2 separate regions of the Zea mays genome follow, and region 1 is linked to region 2. The links are chromatin contacts, called in public Hi-C maps. All regions are on one chromosome and are shown on one strand. The core of a region is the stretch at or near the end of the contact, and the rest is flanking DNA. Distances in the headings are between cores, read along the strand shown. Region 1 holds the start of LOC100193673 (Adenine nucleotide alpha hydrolase-like superfamily protein). Region 2 holds the start of LOC103627801.

The links. Hi-C and Micro-C count contacts between places; a contact is called where the count stands out from the background.
Region 1: a Hi-C map of ear shows a contact between it and region 2, with 2.5 times the contacts expected there. The contact joins the promoter of LOC100193673 here to the promoter of LOC103627801 in region 2. A contact is called at or near these places in 2 of 25 Hi-C or Micro-C datasets (ear and tassel).

Annotation. Positions count from the first base shown.
Region 1 is chr5:219,598,997-219,604,068 of Zm-B73-REFERENCE-NAM-5.0, reverse strand. LOC100193673 (Adenine nucleotide alpha hydrolase-like superfamily protein) reads right to left here and starts at 3,822. Exons shown (of 4, transcript NM_001138766.1): 1 at 3,613-3,822; 2 at 3,386-3,495; 3 at 2,694-2,812; 4 at 2,280-2,595. The coding sequence starts at 3,790. The coding sequence ends at 2,505. LOC100191348 reads left to right here. Exons shown (of 10, transcript NM_001136782.1): 5 at 54-145; 6 at 777-866; 7 at 977-1,034; 8 at 1,105-1,218; 9 at 1,398-1,495; 10 at 1,602-2,004. The coding sequence ends at 1,806.
Region 2 is chr5:219,305,974-219,311,022 of Zm-B73-REFERENCE-NAM-5.0, reverse strand. LOC103627801 reads left to right here and starts at 3,492. Exons shown (of 9, transcript XM_008648104.3): 1 at 3,492-4,108. The coding sequence starts at 4,011. It overlaps LOC100283323 (N-acetyltransferase), which reads right to left and starts at 511. Exons shown (of 8, transcript NM_001156225.1): 1 at 386-511. The coding sequence starts at 454.

The sequences.
Region 1 (5,072 bases), core at 2,573-5,072, 290 kb before region 2:
TTTTTTTGGACTAGGGAATTTTGAACCATATTATATGGACTTATTTGGTGTAGGCTTTAGCTGACCTGCTGAAAAAAAGGCTTCTGGAAGAAGGGAGGAAGCCGTATGTGATTCCTGTTGGTGGATCAAACTCATTGGGAACTTGGTATTATTCTATACTCAGTGCTAACTGCCAAGGGCAACTAATGGTTTCATATTTCATTTTGGTGTTTATAAATAATCTGAAGTTACCTCAGGGGTTAGTATCCGTGAATGGTGTCTGTTGTCATTTCGCTGTAAATATTTGTTGGCCTTTAAGCTACAACTGGATATGTACAACGGCGAAGCTAGAGCACAATTGACGAGGGTGCATTTGGCCTTGTGGGCGCATAATATTTTTTCTAGGGATGCATATATGGTGAAAATTTAAGTAAATCTATAGAATTGTTTTTTTTGGGGGGGGGGGGGGTATTTGCACCCCCTAAAAATATCCTAGCCCTGCCCCTGGATATGTATAGATTAGATGTTGAATCATGTGATAACGTATAAGACATTTCAATATTGGTGTGGTGCAGTATACTGGCTAGCTAGTGGAATGTAAGAATTTCCCATGTGTGTAAATATTACATAATTTATTATGGGCCTTGAGTCAGAGTTAATAAAATAATAAGAATTCAAGATTACGTGCTGTAAAGCGTTGGACTTCAAATAGTCTGGCACATGCTGTGTCAGTTTTTTTAAACAAATTAATTCAGTTTAGAAAGTGCAGCCTGATCTTTATAAATCTTACTGTTCAGGGGATATATTGAGGCAATAAGGGAGATTGAGCAGCAAATTCAGCAATCTTCTGATGTTCAGTTTGATGATATTGTTGTTGCATGTGGCAGGTATACTTCTTATGGGTAATTTTGTGTGTACAGTTCTTGTTGTGTCATGCCTAGATTCTGAAAGTTGCAAGACATTGCTTTATAGTCGGACAATATTTAACTTCATGCAGTGGTGGAACCATTGCTGGCCTTGCTTTAGGATCCAGATTGAGCAGCTTAAATACAAAAGTATGATCTACCCTTGTCTGTTATATTATCTGACACTGAACTTTCCGAGTAATATCCTCTTGCTGGATAGGTTCATGCATTCTCTGTTTGTGATGACCCTGAATACTTCTATGACTATGTCCAAGGCCTGATTGATGGACTTAATTCTGGTTTCGATTCACATGATATAGTTAGCATGGAAAATGTAAGTGCAGTTCAGAATTTTCATTATTTATAGTAAATCATTTTGGTGTGCTAACTCCAAAAGGTTCATCTGCAGTGGCTTGTCTCAACTTGTTTTTACATATATTAACTACATTTCATAATAAATTTTTTTGATCAGTACATTAGCATTTGGCATTCTCTTCAACTTCTCCTTGACAGGCTAAGGGGTTAGGCTATGCCATGAACACAGCTGAGGAGCTTAAGTTTGTCAAAGACATAGCTGCATCAACAGGCATTGTCCTTGATCCAGTCTACAGGTGCAACCTATGTCTGAATCAATGAAATAGATTTGGCACGCGGATCTATGTTTTGGTCTTTGCTAGTCATAAACTGAATAAAAATGCATGCTTCATTTTAATGCAGTGGGAAGGCGGTTTATGGTTTGCTAAAAGACATGGCTGGCAATCCAGCCAAATGGAAAGGTCGAAAAGTTCTGTTTATCCACACAGGTGGTCTTCTTGGGTTGTATGATAAGGCTGACCAGTTGTCATCTTTGGCTGGGAGCTGGCGCAGAATGGATCTTGAAGATTCTGTTCCACGCAAAGATGGCACTGGTAAGATGTTCTGATCAGTACGGTCCATGTGATTCCATGATGGCTCATTCTTGCAAACATTGTATCCATTACAGAGTTATTACTCTTAAATTTGTGCAAGAAAATGCAGAATAGATGGTTCACATTGTATAGAACACTGATGCAATTTAAGAATAAAGCACATCTTTCTGCCATTTGGAAATAAATATTTTTTATGTGGAGGTTTGTGTGTCATTTCTGCCAAATAGCTTTATTCTATAAAAACCTGCATGTCAGTAGGTCTTTAGGGCCCTCAACAAAGCAGCTACCAAGTGCCAACCTGTAGGGTCCACTTATTTCCTGACTTCCAGTTAAGAACCAAAATAACTTGTACAAAAAAAGCCTCTACATTTGTTGTCATTCATTCTTCAGAAACCTATGAATTAATCATTGATCTTTAGTAGGGGAAGCCTTGTCATGCGCATAGATAAAAACAGACTCACCAGTGACACAGTCATATATATAGTATGTAGAAATTTTCTTACATAATTTCACAAAGAAAAGCATAAATATATGTAGATAAGATTTAATAGATGAAATTCACAGATATCACAACTGGACAACAGATGTCAAGTAATAACACCGAAGCTAATTACCAGAGCTAAGTGCTAACACACCATCCTCACAAACGACATCAACCCAGTTGTACTAAATGATCCTTGCACTACAAAAGCCCCACATTAAACAGAAAAGATCAGGCACTCAACCCAGTTGGTCCGCGCACCACTGTAACCGGGCATGTTGCATTGTTGACTACATAGTTGCTGACACTCCCAAGGAGAGCCCTGTATTGAGATCCATTGAAATGTAAAATATTAGGGAGCTATGTTAGCCAAAGACTAAGCACTCGTAGTTTGACCGACGAGAGGTTAGAAATGTTCACCTTTTCAGTGGCCCTAAGCCCCTGCAACCAAGCACAAAGGAGTCCACCTTGAGATCATCTACCGCCTCACAGAGTTTCTCCCTTGCATCGCCCCAGTAAACCTTTGCTAGTACTTCCACCTGATCAAGCCGACATAGAAGCAACATTTTTACTAAATAGTATATTTGATACAATATTATTTTATTTTTTGCCTTCAAAATTAAATAATTCTGTAGATAGTTGGATCCATGAAAGGCAGGTTGCAGGTAACCTTCAAAAGTGCCTTCTACATTGTTGCTGTTGCCTTAGCCAGCCTTACCCAAATATAAAAATCAGGAGAACTATTGGGTGTATGTTTTCATATGTCCGCTGGTCAGTTACCCTTACTAATTCTTCAGGTTGTTTAATACAGTAGTTGGGAAGTGTTCGGTCCATTTTTTTGTTCCTGGCTGGCCAGCTACCCTAAACTTGATCAAATTTGAGGTTATGGTTTCATGATGTTTGACCTGACTTCCGACAACACAGATTATATGAGGATTTGAGTGGATTTTTTCCCTTCTTGTTGGACACCTTGCTATCGTGCCGCCTTTTTTCAATACAAAAAATACTTTGCATTGTATCAGTTGCAAACTATGTGTTCTGTTGTTATGCAACAATACAGTTTTCATCCTCTAGCTTAACCATCTAGCAGAGCAGAACCCTTGAAGTATTACCTGCTTGGACTTGGATACAGCTCGCAGGATCTCCAGTGTCTCCTTATCAGGGTTGAGCCCGTACCTCGCCTGCAGGTTCATCTCCATGAACTCCGAGAGAGGAATCAAAGCTGCAGATTACAGGAGAAAAAAAAGGAGGAACAGAATCAACGGCGCTGTCATCCGACAATCTTTGCGATGGAGACGAGAGAAGAAGTGGAAAGACGACGACAGATGGTTGTACTTACGTGAGCCGGTGGTCTTCCAGAGCTCCTTGTGGCTGGAGTCCACGCCCTTGGGGAGGACGTGGACGAGGACGAGACGGTCCCCGGCCTTGATCAGGTTGTCGACCGCCCACCTCGCGGCGGCCTTGCTGGAGGGCGAGTAGTCCATGCCCATGCCAATGGTGCGCTTCTCGGCAGCCATGCCTGGCGGACCTGCTGCAGGTTTCTTGCGGGGTTCTCCGGTGTACGAAGGCTGTGAAAAGGAAGGTGGTGCAGGAAGGCCGAGGCGCAGAGGCAGCTATATATATAGGGGTGTTCCTGGGAAGAGTTCGGGTTCTGTTCTGAGGTTGTTGAAAAGATCGTCGGAGTCGGAGTCGGAGTCAGAGTCGAGCCAAATATCCCGCCCAATTGGCATCCAACTCGTAGGAGCCTAGGTTGGCTTTATTCGCCTGATGAGGCGAAAGGTAATCGAGTCGGTTTGGTTTCTGACGATTGGGAGCGCATTGCCAGCTGCACATGCTAATCATGGCGCTGGTAAACATCCCCGAGCCTCTCTCTCGACCTGTCTAGAAAGCCCAAGAAGCGGTGGCTGGGTCCAAGACTCCCAAATTTGTAAAGCGTCTCGGCTGTTTTCTGTCTCCAAGTCTACTTGTTGAAGGCAGCAGTCGTTCGTGAGGTATCTATCAGTGCCCAGCCAGGTCTCTTTCCTGTGGGCAATCACATTGAATTCAACTGGAAGAGAGGTATCCAAAAAACCAAACTAGAGACTCTCGCTTTCTTAACAGAATATGGCTTGCCTCATTGTTCATCAGTTCGTCATGTTGATCTCGACGTGGCTTCGTGATCAGTAGTAGCTGCTGAGGTTAGCCAAGGCTAAAACCACGGGCCGGCCGGTGGGATGGGTTTGCAAGCTGGTGCTGGGATGGAACCGTATACCCTGACCTTTTCCCCACCTCTCGATCCTTGGCTAGCACCTGCAGGCAAAGGCTTGCGTGTTCAGTGATCATCTCGAAGATGTCGTGCATTGCATATCTATGCTTTGGTCAACTTTGTCTCGGCAAGTATGTGAGCATAAATAAATACTACCGCAAAACATGCCTGGAAAAGGCGCGTTCAGTGCGTACGTATGGATGACAGCGTATACCCGTTGATCCGAGGATACGTTAGTCTGTCTCTTACAGCTACCGTATCGTATCATATCCTATGCCTTATCCTTTATTTTAAACTTCACTCTACATATAAATCTGCTATTTTACACGATCTGTTGTAACTGCAAATAAGGACCGGTTGTCCCCAACAGCCTAATACTAGTCGATAGCGCCAGCAGAGAGAAAACAAAAATAGAAGAAACACAAATAAAAAATCTCCTGTAGTTCTTGTCTAGTCACACACCAATGGTACTGACCGGTTCATATGCAACAGACCAACAGTACCACATTTTCTTGGCAGGCGCTGTCTCGTACTAGACGCGGCAACAAATGAAG
Region 2 (5,049 bases), core at 2,243-4,742:
CGTCAATGGGTGTGTTAAAGTTATCCCTACAGCCTACATTTCATCCAATGAACTATTTGATCGTATGCAGAAAATTTATCCAGCCTGGGGACCTCAAGAACTTGCAGCGATTTCCAGCTATCTCACTTCTCGGCCCATTGTCGAACACTGAATGAGTGTAGTACCCCAGATAAAATCCTGCAGAGGCCTCTCAGTATAACGGAACAAATGAGTATTAGAAACCTACGAGAGCTTTTCTGTTCTGCCCATAAGCACTACTAGTAGATTTTTTGTGGCCATACACAATAGCAAGCGCAAATATGCATTAACCAATGGCGCAAGTATGCATTATCAATGGGGGTAAAGGAAGACAAGGAAGTCGACGCAGGAGAGAAAAGAGAAGGACCTCCTTCCTACTTGGCTTCTTCTCTGCTCCACTGCTGAGCCTGGGCCTCTTGTTCTCCGCCGTCGCCATGACCGCTTCCCCGTCGTCTTCAAGATAGGAGGCAGGCGGCAGAGGTGAGTTTGATTTGAAGGTTGTGACGGGACGGCAGAGGTGATTTGAAGGCGTGGGTTCGTCCAAAGGAGAATACGCTCACCAGAAACGGGACGGATCGATTCTCCCAGATCAAACGGACAGGAGCGTCCCATTTCGCCATCGCGCACCATGTGAGGCGCACCTGCGACGCCCGTCACCGCCCACCCCAAATCGCTCACCAGTCACCTCCTCCTCGTCCACTCCCGTCCGGCGCACTTGGAGTTAGACCTCGGCGGCGATGTTCCCGTCCGCGTCTCAGTCCTCCTCCGCGACTCCTCCGTCTCCGTCGGGCGTGATTGACTGAGGCTTCCGTCTCCGTCGGGCGTGATTGACTGAGGGATTGTTCGTTTGCGTCGGATCGGTGGATCAGAACAATTCTTGACCGGATTGTTTCTCTAATTTATATAAATTTTTATTAGTTGGAACGATTCCGGGTACAATCCGACACAAGGCCTAATGAAATTCGCTCCTCCTTCCCCACCTGCAGCGGGTCGATACTTTATTGGGCTGTGCTGTGCTGTGCTGTGCTTTCTCCAGTAATGGACCAGCGTGATTTATTTGGGCCCGCGTTGCCCGTAGTAGGAAACGGATTGATTATGTGGCCTACGGCCCATCGATCCAGCAAGGCATTTGTTCTTCACCTCTGATCCAGCCCAATCTGGCAGCGGCAGTGTCGGCATATCCCCGTGGTACACGCCGGATATGCTTTTGGATTTGACCAAGGATACGCCATGTGGAGAATGCAAAGCTAGGGCCTAGGGCTCAATCATTTCCTCCTTTTCGCAGCAGAGACCAAAACAGTACTAACATGCCAGTCCGGACCTCGGTAAGCCACTTGATTCTTTTTTCTGCAGTCATGATCACGATCGCGGTAAGATTTGCACGAACGGATTATGTAAAATCCTTAAGAAAACGGGAACGTTGTAGCTCTAATTCATCCACCTTTTTAGCTACTCCATCCAAACAAAATATTTAAATGGTTTATGTTTAGTTAAGTATATATAGTTTATCGCAAAAAAGATAATTAAGTAAATAAATCAATAAAGTATTGTTGTCAAAAGTAATCTTAACCTTCTCATATGCTTCTATGCATTCCCACAAATATTATTGTCAAACTTAGGGCCCGTTTGGCACAGCTCCAGCTCCTGATTCTAAGCGAGAATCTGGAGGAGCCGTGCCAAACGGGTATTTTTTTAAACTGATTCTCGTGTGGAACTAAAAGATTGGGAGTCGTTTTTGTGAAGAAATGTGGGATCTAGAAAAACCTGCTCCACCTTCCCTTAAAACAGCTCCTCAACCAACCAAATATGGACTTCCACTTAAAGTTTGATCGAAATTACCCGCAATTGCTATTGGACAAAAACATAACGAGCCAATTTATGGATTAAACATTTGAGACCATTTTATGCACTACTATGATGGGAATATTTTATATGTTATTGTTTCATAATTTTTTTCCGTATATGCATCCTACTTATTGGTTTGTAACAAAGTTGAACTGCAAAGGGTACAACAGACAATTGTCACAGACTACCAACTCTCAGCAGACAAGAATCAGTTTACTTGCCAAACGGTTTTAAAAATGATTCTGATTCTCTAGGAGAATCAGGAGGATCAGCTCCTCACGAGGATCAAGATCTAGAGCTAAAGAAGCAGGAGCTGGAGCTTTGCCAAACAGACCCTTAATTGTGAAACAAAGGTTAGGGAAGCATGTGATCCTTCACTTGTTGGATTGGCCTTTGCCATCAGAAAATTGCAAAACCCTTTATGTGCTGTCTTTATAGGATGAATCCTAAATATTCGAATTATATAAAAAATTTAATACTTTAACATAGATGTGCATAAATTTGGTCATAGGTTGAAGACAAGAATATTTTTTATACATTTTTTGCATTATTTTCTCCATACAACGGAGAAGGTGAACGGGCATCTGAATATATCTGAACATCTGAATCTATCTGCATCTAAATTTTATATCAATTATTTAAATAATATATAAAACGAATTTAAGGTTTAAGTTTTATGAATCTTAATAAGCTCGATACTAAAAACAAGGATATACGTTTATATAACATATTTTATATCATATTTGGCTGACATCCGGATCCATTCCTAGGTATTTATTTCCATACTGTGCGAGTTGTAATATGACTAGCTTACGATCAATTTTACTTCCTTTGTCTAATAATAAGTGACCTTTAATAATTTAGTAAAAATCATATTAGTGTGAAAATATACATATATTTATTGTATTTGAGAAAAAAGAAAAAACTACGAAAAACACAACTATAATCAAGTTGTGTGATTCGTATATATAGGTATAGGTACATTTATTTTCGAAAGAAAAACTAAAGTCTAGTGCACTTATTGTACCACCGAGTACTCCCTAGCAGAGTGCCTGCCAAAAATCAATATGGTCTGCAAAGCAACAATTCCGTTGCCTGTCGCTCGGCTCGAGCCACGAGGCGTCACGCGCACGCCGTTCGTTTGCTTGCGTGTCCCCATGGTATTCCGCACCTCCGCGCTTCTGTCCGAACACCGCACTCCTTTCGCGCTCGGGCCGAAACGCCATCTCGGATTCTCGGAGGCCCATCCCACGGGCCACGGCGCACGTCAGAACTTGCGCAGACGATCCCAGCCTGGTCACGCAAGTTTCGCCTCACTTCTCTAGCTCCTTCCACTGGAGCGTGGTCCCACAGAACCAGAACCCACGCGTCAGGGAGAAACTGGAAGCGCTCGTCGTGCTACCTTTGCTTTGACGCGCGGCAAGCAGATGTGCCAAACGAGATGACGACAGCCGCGGAGGCGCATCACGCTGCCTTGTGGGGCAAGCACACAAACCGCCAGCTGGGCCCCACCATCAGTAACGCGGCCACGCGGTGCCGGTACGTCGACATTTGCGCCGTCAGCTATCGCCCGCGCCGAACGCGCCACCGCGTTGAACAAAGTGCGAGATGCCTGACGAGTGGGGTCCGGGAAAGCATCGTCCCCACATGTCATCAGCAGCTAAATATCCGAACTGTCTCGGGCGCAGACCGCAGAAGAAGTTACCCAAAGCAAAAGGGTAGGCGGGCTGCCACGGCCCGCACCCCCGCGCCCGCCGTTGGTTGGTTGGCTGCCTGCCTGCCTGCCTTCTCCCGCGGAGGGCACCGCGCCTCGCCGCGATCCGGTCACCGCCCTCCTCCCTGGCACGGGCGGAGCTCCACATCGCGTGGCAGCCGCGCGGTGGCGGCGGCGGCGTGTTGAAACTGGGAAGCCATTGACGATCTGGTGCCGCGTGGGGAAAAAGGGAGGCGGGCGGGCGGTGTCTTTACCGCCCGCGCGCGGGCATTAACTCCGGGCTGTGGTACCTGACCACCCTGGCTTGCGGATAAGCACAACGCCATGGGAGCACAGAGCTGACCTCGAGGAAGGTACTTGAGGAGGAAGCCTCTCCGATTCCACCATATTCGCACCCGGATTTGGGGGACTCCAGCGTCTGATCTGCCGTTTGATGCAAGAACTTGCCGTTTCTCAGCTAGGCTGCTGCGGCGAGATGGTGCGGGCCGGCGAGAATAGGCATTTCTTCCCGCTCACCAGCTTGCAAATCGGGTACGTTTTTCGGGGAATTCTCTCTCTTGTGCTCGGATTTTGTCACGCGATTGTTGGTTCTTTGCCCACAATAAGACTGCCGGCCTCTGGTTGCCAGCTTGCCGGCGAGGTGCTGGTGCTCGCTCACTGGAGTAATGGAGCAGAATGCTTTTGGCGCTCTTTTTTTTTCCTGTTGCGAATTGCGTTGTTTTACTGTTTGTGAGGTCGTTAAGATTGCAATGCGATGTGGTTTTGATGCTGATTTGTTGTTTATGCGGATGAGAGATGTTCGGCGAGTGATATAGATGTGCAAATTCAAAACATTTCCCCTTTTTCTTGTGTACAGTTTACCACTAGTTCTTGCAGGGAAACTGGCATGAGCCCGTTTGCCTCAAAGAAGTGAATTGCTTGCTTTTGTGCCGCCTGCAGAAGATAATTCCAACATACTGTTTTTGGGAAAGTGACAGGAATTGTCACAAAACGGGGAATGGGCAATTTTTATTCGCTTGTGTAGATGTTTCGGGAGGTACACTTGCGTTGCGTGGTCGCCAAATGGAAAGGAAACCCACGGTTGGAAATATTGTTAGTTGAAGCGACAAATGGTCAGAAATTCAGAATTGCCATGCACTGGAACCATTTTTCATTTTTGCCACTCATAGCGTTTCTCCCAACTTGTACAACATGGACTTTGTTCGACCGCCGGTAGTGATAGTAAAATCTGCATTCTGTCCGGTGGTCCCAGCAAAAACTGCCCAGGCTTCTGCTGCGTGTGTCCTTCCGTCCTGTGAACTGATCAGTATATATGTTGTGTGCCTATATTAGTTTCTGAGGTGCTGTGTTTTCAGTTTTTCGCTCACATTTGGACTTCAGCGTCCACAGACGAAATGAAAGAAAAGCTAAAAACTAAGCAGTTCAATATTATATGTTAACAGCTGAATTTCTGATATGTTTTTTCCCGGAGC